Linked DNA regions of Gasterosteus aculeatus: region 1 is linked to region 2. Evidence: chromatin contacts called from public Hi-C data. All regions are on one chromosome and are shown on one strand. The core of a region is the stretch at or near the end of the contact, and the rest is flanking DNA. Distances in the headings are between cores, read along the strand shown.

Region 1 (4,553 bases), core at 1,840-4,339, 46 kb before region 2:
GATACACATTTCAGATAATGTGGCCAACGTTCAATACTCACACCTACATTCTTTGGGGAAAACGCTGCTGGTTTCTTTATCATCCTAAAGCCCACCATTTTGGAGATACATCATATCAAAATAATTTATTGACTGAAAACTGATGATACGATATTTTGGGAAATACTTTAGATTTACAGGAGAAGATAAATACCACTCGCTATGTCAGCTTAGCACATTGGAAATTTCAGGCAGCAATGATATTTTCAACTTGGATAAAAATACAAATTATCTGCAAATTGCTTCAAAGCGACTAGTGCATCAGACCACATAAATATAATTAATTGTTATTTTTAGAGGATCAATGTTCTCATCTCCCCGTCGGCGACTAAGTCTATTCCCCAAAATGTGAAATGCCGATAATCACGACTTCCTTTTTGAAAAAAAGGTAAATTCAGAGCAAAAAAGTCTGCTTGCCGAACAGCTCTTGACTGATTAATGAATGTTTGACCTTTCAGGGCTGCATGTTTCTTTCTGTTTTAATAGCCCGCAGAGACTGGAATGCATGACTTAAATGTCATGAGCTTCATACGGTTTTCTGTATTCGCTTAGGAAGTCTCTTGTTGGGTTGAACTTACAACCTATAGGCCCCAGAAAAATGCCAGTGCTACGGCTGCAGCTCAGTGACGAGCAGAAATACTTGACAGAATCTCGGTTTGTACCACCGAGCGAGGAGCTGTAACGCCGGCATGTTTGGGCGAACGTGTCGGAGGCAGAATCAATAGCACGGCCTCCGTTATCGACGGCAGCTCATTGATGTGCATGGGTCTCCTTTGACCGAGGACACGGCTGGTGAGGGGAAATGATGCTCCTGTTTGCACAGGGTTCCTCTCGGTGACTTTGGGCAAACACAAAGCGTCGATTTGTCCGGACTTTTTGAAGTTACCTTATGCTTTGACAAACACGTTATCAATTAAGCACCTTGCGTCAAATCAAGTGGGGTGACTTGCCCTGATTCGCAGGAAAACCTCTGTTATAATGCCATCAAATGATTCGTCGTCAATGCAAACACAGTGAAAACCAACCTCTATTTTGGTTAGAAGGTCTTGAAGCTCTCCTGATTCGTTCATGCCCAGTATCTTCTCGGCACCCTGAAAAACACAATTCAATATGAAATGAGTGTGTGAACGCACAAGATATTGACGTCAATATGCAGGAGTAAGAATCGGAGCCGACCCCGAGGTAGTGTCCGTCAATGAACACCACAGGTAGCGAGGGAGGTTCTCCCACGCGTTTGCATCGCTCCTCCAACTCCTTCCCGTACTCGCTGTCCAGGGCGATGTTCTTCTCCACAAACTTCACCCTGTGGTTCTGGAAGATCTTTCGGACCAGCTGGCAGCGCTCAAATGTTGTTCTCACCACCCGGAAACTCGTGGTGTAGATGACTATCCGCCCAAATTCAAGAGATAACTCCATCTGAGAAGAAATCAGAAGTCATCTTCAAAGCAGTGACACGGCTCTTTGGCTGTTTTTTTTATTCATAAAGGTAACTTTTGCTAACATAACAATGTCAAATGTCTGTGTATGTCTTTGAGATATTGGCTTGATTTTATATGATTATATTTCCGCGCTTGTGTAATGGATCATTTCTTATATCTGGTACAGCTTTTACAATTGTGAAAAAGTACTAAAATCTGAATTATTTAGGCAAAATTCGAAGTATGAATACAAGCATTTTCATAAAAAATACTTTAATGTTCAGTTCTCTAAGCCCTGTCATAATTTAGGCAAATGTTGGGGTCTTGAACTGCTTCACGTCATTGAGAACTGAGCGGCTTTGTGATTTGATATGATGTACAGCCTGTCAAGGTGAAGCCAGGATTTCACTAAAGGAGATCCAAATATGGAAACTAATCCCTGAGGCCTTGTCTTTGAAGGTTATCATTTGTAATCCCTTCATATGGAGTGGCTCATTAGAAAAGGTTTTAACCATTCATTTATTATTAACATTACTTTCAAGAAAGCAGACCACATGTCTCTATACTTGTATAAGTGTCCCTTCTTTTGAGTTTCAAAATAAATTTACCATAGAGAGACAATCAACTTCCACATGTTATGTCGTTAACGAATGCGATTGCAGCCAAAAGAAAAAGATGTTGTTCTGCACAGCGATGAACACAATTATTGTATTATTTCAATTAATAAAGCGACAGCTGCATAAAACGTGAGGGGTGTAATCAAACAGACATTGGTGGTGGCGTCCTTAGAAACGTCGTTGGTGATATTGTGAATGGCATGTCCCTGTTTCTTCAATATGACCCTCGACATAACCTTTGCATTGGCACACGAGCCAAAGAGTTACATCGGAATCCGAAAGCAGACACTAGAAAGCACCTGGAATTCATTAACCTGATCGGCTACTCCTGAAACACTTACTGGAATGTATCATTAATCTTTAATCGTGCTGTCATCTTGTCCTCTCTTGTGAGCTCTTACGCCTCTCACCCGTAAGTAGACTGGAGGCCACCGATGGGACCCGCTGGTGTGATATTCCAGACTAAATGAAGCAATAAGATGTAACCAGGCCCTTTTCAGAAGTACTTACACTGTTGTAACTGAGAAGGTTCTCAAACAGCGTCTGACCTGCGCTGACTTTGTGCTTGACCCCCCTCACGGTCCCATTTTTACTGAGTATGTTGACCCTCTTCGTCGTGAACATCCAGTCCTTGGTGGCCCCCGCGTACGTCAGCAGCTCGTCCGGCTCGCAGCCCGGGGACCCGTACGGGTGCGCCTCTCCGCTGGTGGAGGGGGTGCTGGCCCGCTCTGCGTCGGAGCCGCTGGTGCAATCCGAATCCAGGGAGCCCGAGGGCCCCTCGTCCTTGAACATCTCCTTCAGCACCCGGCCGCTGTTCCCCGAAGCCACGCGGAACCTCACCCGCTTCTGCGGCTTCTCCTGCCCAGCCATCGGCGTCGTCGCCTCCATTGGGAACCCTCCTGGCACATTACATGGTCGACGGCGACGCTGTGCGGCTCCTCTCTGCTCATTCGGAAGTGGACACTCAGCTGGGACGCGCCAGTTTGTCCCCCATGGATTACCACCAGGTTTAATCCTCGCAGGGAGAACAGGTCAAAAAAAGACTGAGAGCCTGTAAGCTGCCTTACAGCGGGACACACAGCGATGGTAAATAATACATGCATCTCCACCATGGCAACCCAGCAAGCCCATCGCACGTAAAAGGATAGTTGTCTTTTAATTATTCATGACAGTTTACACAGTTTTCAGCAAAGCTTTGACTGAAGACTTTTCATGGTCTGACTTTGTGTTCTTTAATCAAGCAAACATACAGTTCTGCCTCTCAGGACGAGATAGCAGGCGACAATTGCCTCTAAATGAGTTACATGATCCACAACAACATTATTGTTATTATCAGTGCACTATATGTTAATAAGTAATTTCATGCATAAAGAGCCAGATTGCTGAAAACAACACACTTATTCAGCAAACACCTTGGTCCACAAACAATCAGCAGTAAGTTGTTGTTACTTGTAAGTTAAGTCACGTGTAAGTTAAATTACCTGTATTCACTCAGCACAAACAAAAGAACACCATGCTAACACAAGATGCTAATTAAACTAATTAGCATGTTAGCTAACCAGGTTAGCTTCACTTAAATCTTAATTACGGTGTAGTTTAGTTTACCGAACATTGTTGTTATCGTCTATGTAAAAGAATGTGATAAAATAACATCCTGTGACATCTTTTAAAGACATTACGTTACATGACGTTAAGGGTCATGCACATGGGTCATGTCTCAGGGACACAACACGCCAACCTGTCCACAGAGACGCCTCGGGCAGTTTTCTTTGTGTCGCAGGTGATGAAGCGGCTCCCAGCGGGGATGTGATGCTTCAGCTGTTTGCAGTGTTCACATTGTGCTGATCATTAGAAATCCATCCAGGAAAGTGTAATCAATACAAAGCCCTGTAGCGGTGTGTTGTATATTATTGCTGCTGAGATGCTGGATCCCGTTTCACTTTGAAATTACCACCTGAGGAGCAGGTGACGGTTTAATCACTTCTACTTTTCTAAATCTCTGCCTTTTCTTCTCTTAAAATTGATGATAGGGCTCCTAACTTCAGTTTGGAAACCTAAACTTCTTCATGATCTTCTTGCTGTGAACGATTCCTCGTGATTCTGTGGTTATTCCACGTGAAATTGAACTGTGCTGTTTCGACTCGACTCGTCTCGCTGGTCCGAGGTCTGCGAGGCTTTGCTGGTGAAAGGTGATGTCGTGCGCGTCTATGAGGGGTTTAGTTAGACTGGACTCAAACTGCACCATAATGTGTTGTGTGTGCTTGTGTTGTGCGGTAAATCTAAGAGTTGTCAATGGAGTTTCTATGAGATTTTCTGTGTAAACAACCAACGTTTCCGTTTACTGTACCTGTTACTTCCCAGAAAGCATTGCGGGTGTATTGTCTAAAGATGTTGACTGCATTTACTTCCTCAAAAAATATCTCTAAAACCAAGCATTTTTAACTGTTTGACCCTGGACTTTTTTTAGATCCATGCTTTC
Region 2 (4,653 bases), core at 606-3,105:
TTAGCAAATACTAAGTTGCAACTAAATGAGACGTTTCCTGATGTTTTACATCAGTTATGTTCGTAACCAAAACAGGCTAACTCCACATTCAGTTCAATATAGAAACAATAAATGCACACATAATGAACACATTGATTTATGAAAAGTCTTCTATACTGCTCTTCAGCTCACATTTTGCTCTAGATGGAGATGACCTTTTTTGCCTGATTGCTTAAAAACAGTCATGGTCCCGCGGAGCTTTGCCGTTTGAAGCCGAGCGGGGAATAGCTGCAGAGAGAAGGGTAGTTAAGTGAACTGTAAAAAAAACACGCTGAGAGCTTTTTCTTGCCCTGCAGCATCCTCATGCAAGCTGTAGCATCAGCCACATGATCCACAGCTTTCAGTCACTGCCTGCATCGGGAGAAACGGGTCGAAGAACCCCCTCAACACACAAAATGTGAACCTGGGTATCATCTATCATCTAGATATATCTAGAGATATCATCTTATCTTCAGACAGCACTGTTCTGTATCCGCGTTCATCTGTTTTTTCGTTTTTGCTTTTAAGATGAAGGGGCTCTGGTGAGAGCAGCACAAACGCTGGGCTTTGTGTTTTCTGGTAGAACCCCGGACAGCGTCATTGTGGAAATGGTGAGTCGGTACAAGTTATTGTACTCTGGATTATCTACACTACTACAGATTACTACACACATCACTCTGCTAGAGTTTCCACTTTTTTGGTTTTCTTTGTGAATGGAATAATTAAAAAGTTTGGATATGCCCTTAGTTTCTCTGTTACCGAGAGTTAGATGGTAAGACCTATTCAGCTCTCACGTTTGTACAATAACTTTGAAGCGACAGCTCGTTTGCTTACCAAACCCAAGTCAGTGAGTTTGAAATTTTACTCTTATATTTTAGAAGTGATGTTAACTGTTTGATAAACCTTTGTTTATCCCCACAGAGCAAGTTCTAATACTTCAGCAGCAGGATGTATATACGTTACATGTATTTTCTTTAATTTAACCTTTATTTTTGTAGTGTTGTTCATCCACAGTACAAGAACACTCATAAAAAAAGATCTACTATAGAAGTCTATAAAAACAATCACCATTTTCAAACAATGTTTTTCTCTGCTGAGAACATCTCGTCTCCAAAACGTCCGATATCTTAACCTTTGTTGGGCCTTCTACAGCTCTCTGCATCTGTTTAATCACTGTGTCTCGTTCCACGCGATCTCAACAATTAAGAAAGTTAATTGAATTTTACAATTTGAATTCCCCCTCCACCAGCTCAATGCTGATAAACACAGTCATGGTGAAATATGGGTGGATTTGAGGAGGATGGCTTGTTCTACTTAAGATGAGGTGTGTCTCAGAAGACGACTGGTGAAGATGTGTCCCTTTGGAGTATGTTGATGTTTCTGTCTCTTTGGATTTAGCCCGGTGCCGAGGAGAAATACGAACTACTTCATGTGTTGGAGTTTACGAGGTAAAGTACTGATAGCAGCATTATTGCTTTCATTAGTTATTGTGCGTTTTGCTGTTGTAAACTATGATTTCGCAGTAATGGCTTCACATGAAATATTGTTTCAAGATAATTGCATGTCAGAGTTGATTACTGTCCTGTGTCCCTAATGATTTGTACTCGTTGATTGTGGGATTTCTTGTTAGCCAGCTCTTTCTACTTTTAGCAGACTTGTACTATCCCATCACTACGTGATAATCTGCCACAGTGGCTGGACCGCCTTGTAATGTGATATTCTCTGACCTGCTTTCTCTCCTGGTTTTGTGCCTTTTCTTCCTCGCAGCACGAGGAAGAGGATGTCGGTCATAATGCGCACCCCATCTGGGAAGATCCGCCTCTACTGCAAAGGAGCGGTGAGTCTCCGTCTCTCTCCATGGCAACGCGCGACAGCTCATCACCACACTAACAGGCACACGGACACACACACACACACACACACACACACAAGTGTTGAAGCCTCTTCTCCCTTTATTGCCTTTCGCTCTCGTCGCGACTTGTTGTCAATGAGCAGCAGCATAAAGCGAGATTGTGATATTTCACACATGTATCCCCGCTAAATCTAGTTTAGACGTAGATTATATTTCCCAGATAGGGAGTTAGAGACCGAGTCAGACTCGTTTCAGTTTGAGTACATTCAGAAAAGAAAAAACGTTTGATGGGAGAACACGCTGTTCTATATTCTGCTATGAATTAGCTTGCTTCTCAAGGCTGTAACTATTTTGTAATTCTATACATACTTATCTTATTAAATCTTGTCTTATTATTTATTTGGTTGTTAAATGGGCTTCACAAAATAAAAATATTATTTTTATTTGCCGCCATGTTTATGTGTGTGGGCGAATATCAACAAGCATAATGTTTGATTTTAGTTTGAGGCTGAACCCCTCAACGATTTGGCTTTTCAATGTTATTTAAACACATTACTCCTATAACAATTTATCCGTTAAATTACCCAGATACATTTGTAGAAGATGTAATAATTCCCCTGTAAGCAACTGATTTTTTAAGTGTATGATGACGGTACATAAAGCTTTTTGGGTAGTACAAACACAAAGGGCGAACGAAACATCCAAAGGGCCACATCCTACCTGAGAACCTGCCTATTTGCGCAGTAGCCGGAGCCAAGCAGGTTCCTTTCTTTCCACTCCGGGTGTCAATAACCAATGTGTGTTTTTCTCTCTTCAGGACACAGTGATCTATGATCGCTTGGCAGACAGCTCGAGGTACAAAGAGATTACACTGAAGCACCTGGAATGGTTTGCCACCGAGGGTGAGTAGACCAACATCGCCCCCTGTCTGCCAATAGAAAAGCAGCACTTAGGACGCCTCAAATCTGATTCGGTCATTCTCACCACTTGATCATCATAAGCTGCAGCAGAAGAAGTTATCTTTCCCTAGAAGCTTATCCTTACCTGATGACCAGTAAATCCTCGTATGAGTATGTTGACGTATTATAAATCTAGAGTGGCGGCGCTGAAAGAAACTGCATCAGACTCGAGTTCTGTGTTCATGCTGCCCCCTCGCGAGACACCAGCAATGATGTCATTTTGAATATCTAATTTTGGCTAAATATAGCATTAGTGACAAATTGTGAAGATCTTCAGTCACTGTCATTTGCAAAATGATGAATAATATATATATATATATATATATATATATATATATATATATATATGACAAGAATGACCTATTAATAGCAACATATTTTATCTTTCTTTAATATAATTTGCATTGAACAGATAACCTATAAATCAAAATTATATTTTGATATTGGGGATTTGAAATGAAAACACAATTATTCATGTATCATAATACATAATTAATCACCCCTAATAAAGTATAAAATGACATATACATATATTTCAAAGTGGCCCAGAATGTGTTGAAAAATGTAGAGATGTTTTGGATCTTTTTATAAAGTAAGGTCTTCCAATGTAATTATCCATAGTCTATGTACTTATGTAACTCGCCTCATAAGTAACCTCTTCAGGAGCGGCCATTGTGGTTGTTTACTGTGTCCTGAAGTACAGACCTGTACACGCCTGCAGCTGCCCGGGGCTCCTCACATTACGCTGATACGCAGATATTCATATGATATGAAATCCTTTTTTGATTATTGTACAAGCTTTTGACATTGTGAGAATCCGGGTCCCGTCCCCAGCAGGAGACTCCTTTACTAGTACTCTAATCGGCCTCTCTAAACTTGGGGCATGCTTACTGACCTCTTGTGTAGGCAATGGACGGACTATGGATGAGAACAGCTTAAAACAAGTGTGAACTACCCGCCTGAAATACCATGACGTTTTTACCCGGGTGACGATGCGTTTTTCCTCTTCCAGGGCTCCGCACGTTGTGCTTTGCGGTGGCGGACGTCAGTGAGTCGTCCTACCAGCAGTGGCTGGAGATCCACCGCAGAGCCAGCACTTCGCTGCAGAACAGATCCCTGAAGCTGGAGGAGAGCTATGAACTGATAGAGAAGGTTTGCAGATTGAAAATTGAATGTGTTTGTGTTGTTTTATTCCCTCGTGCCATCAGCTCGTGTACTCTTCCCTAAACCAGTCCCGACATCACACATGTCATTGTGAAATTCAATTAAAAAACGTACATGGTTTCATTCAAATCAATTTTTTTTTTTTTTAAGGGCGTCGATTTGTTTGCAGAAAAAACCTGCCGGGGCAAAAAGCCCAAGACTTCCTGTGTCATTTATGGCGTAATTGCAGTTCCACCCGGAAAGTAAAAAAAGTGTGAGGGAGATTTGAGGTTTCACTTGCAGGTAGAATTTGGTTTTCTGTGAGGTTGGTCCATGTGGAAATGCTAGTCAAACACAAGAAGCCACGGTCGTAAATCAACCACTTGGCGTGTTCTTTGTGGCTGCCCAAAACAAATGGAGGCAATAAATCAAGAAATATACATAAAAGCCTTTTGAGGGAAAAACGTAATGTGCACTGCTTAATGGGAAGAGTGCGGCATTGACGCTGCCAAGGTTTGAGGTTCATTGCTGTTCAGGGCCACCCATGTCAAGAAATACGCGCCGTAAAGCCACATGGGGGCACAATGGAGTTGCAGTGAAGCTGGAAAAGATGGAGACATTCCAACATTGTGAAATCAGTCATCTGAAGTTACTCCTTCGTCACCTCACAAACAAAATCCT

What was found. A called contact is a pair of places that touch in the nucleus more often than the background predicts.
Region 1: a contact with region 2 is called in a Hi-C map of whole body, with 5 times the contacts expected there. The contact joins the promoter of grxcr1a here to the enhancer-like site in region 2. A contact is called at or near these places in 6 of 6 Hi-C or Micro-C datasets (blood and trunk muscle, liver, skeletal muscle and 2 more).

The regions. Positions count from the first base shown.
Region 1 is chr4:8,069,511-8,074,063 of fGasAcu3.hap1.1, reverse strand. It overlaps grxcr1a (glutaredoxin and cysteine rich domain containing 1 a), which reads right to left and starts at 3,089. Exons shown (of 4, transcript XM_040175167.2): 1 at 2,585-3,089; 2 at 1,216-1,455; 3 at 1,065-1,130. The coding sequence starts at 2,962.
Region 2 is chr4:8,022,548-8,027,200 of fGasAcu3.hap1.1, reverse strand. atp8a1 (ATPase phospholipid transporting 8A1) reads left to right here. Exons shown (of 36, transcript XM_078101988.1): 17 at 547-629; 18 at 1,417-1,466; 19 at 1,786-1,855; 20 at 2,688-2,772; 21 at 3,842-3,981. Among protein-coding and RNA genes, the nearest start is that of atp8a1, 40 kb to the left of the region's middle. Within about 2 kb of position 1,855, at least 2 of the 9 cell types and tissues checked have open chromatin away from gene starts, as enhancers often do.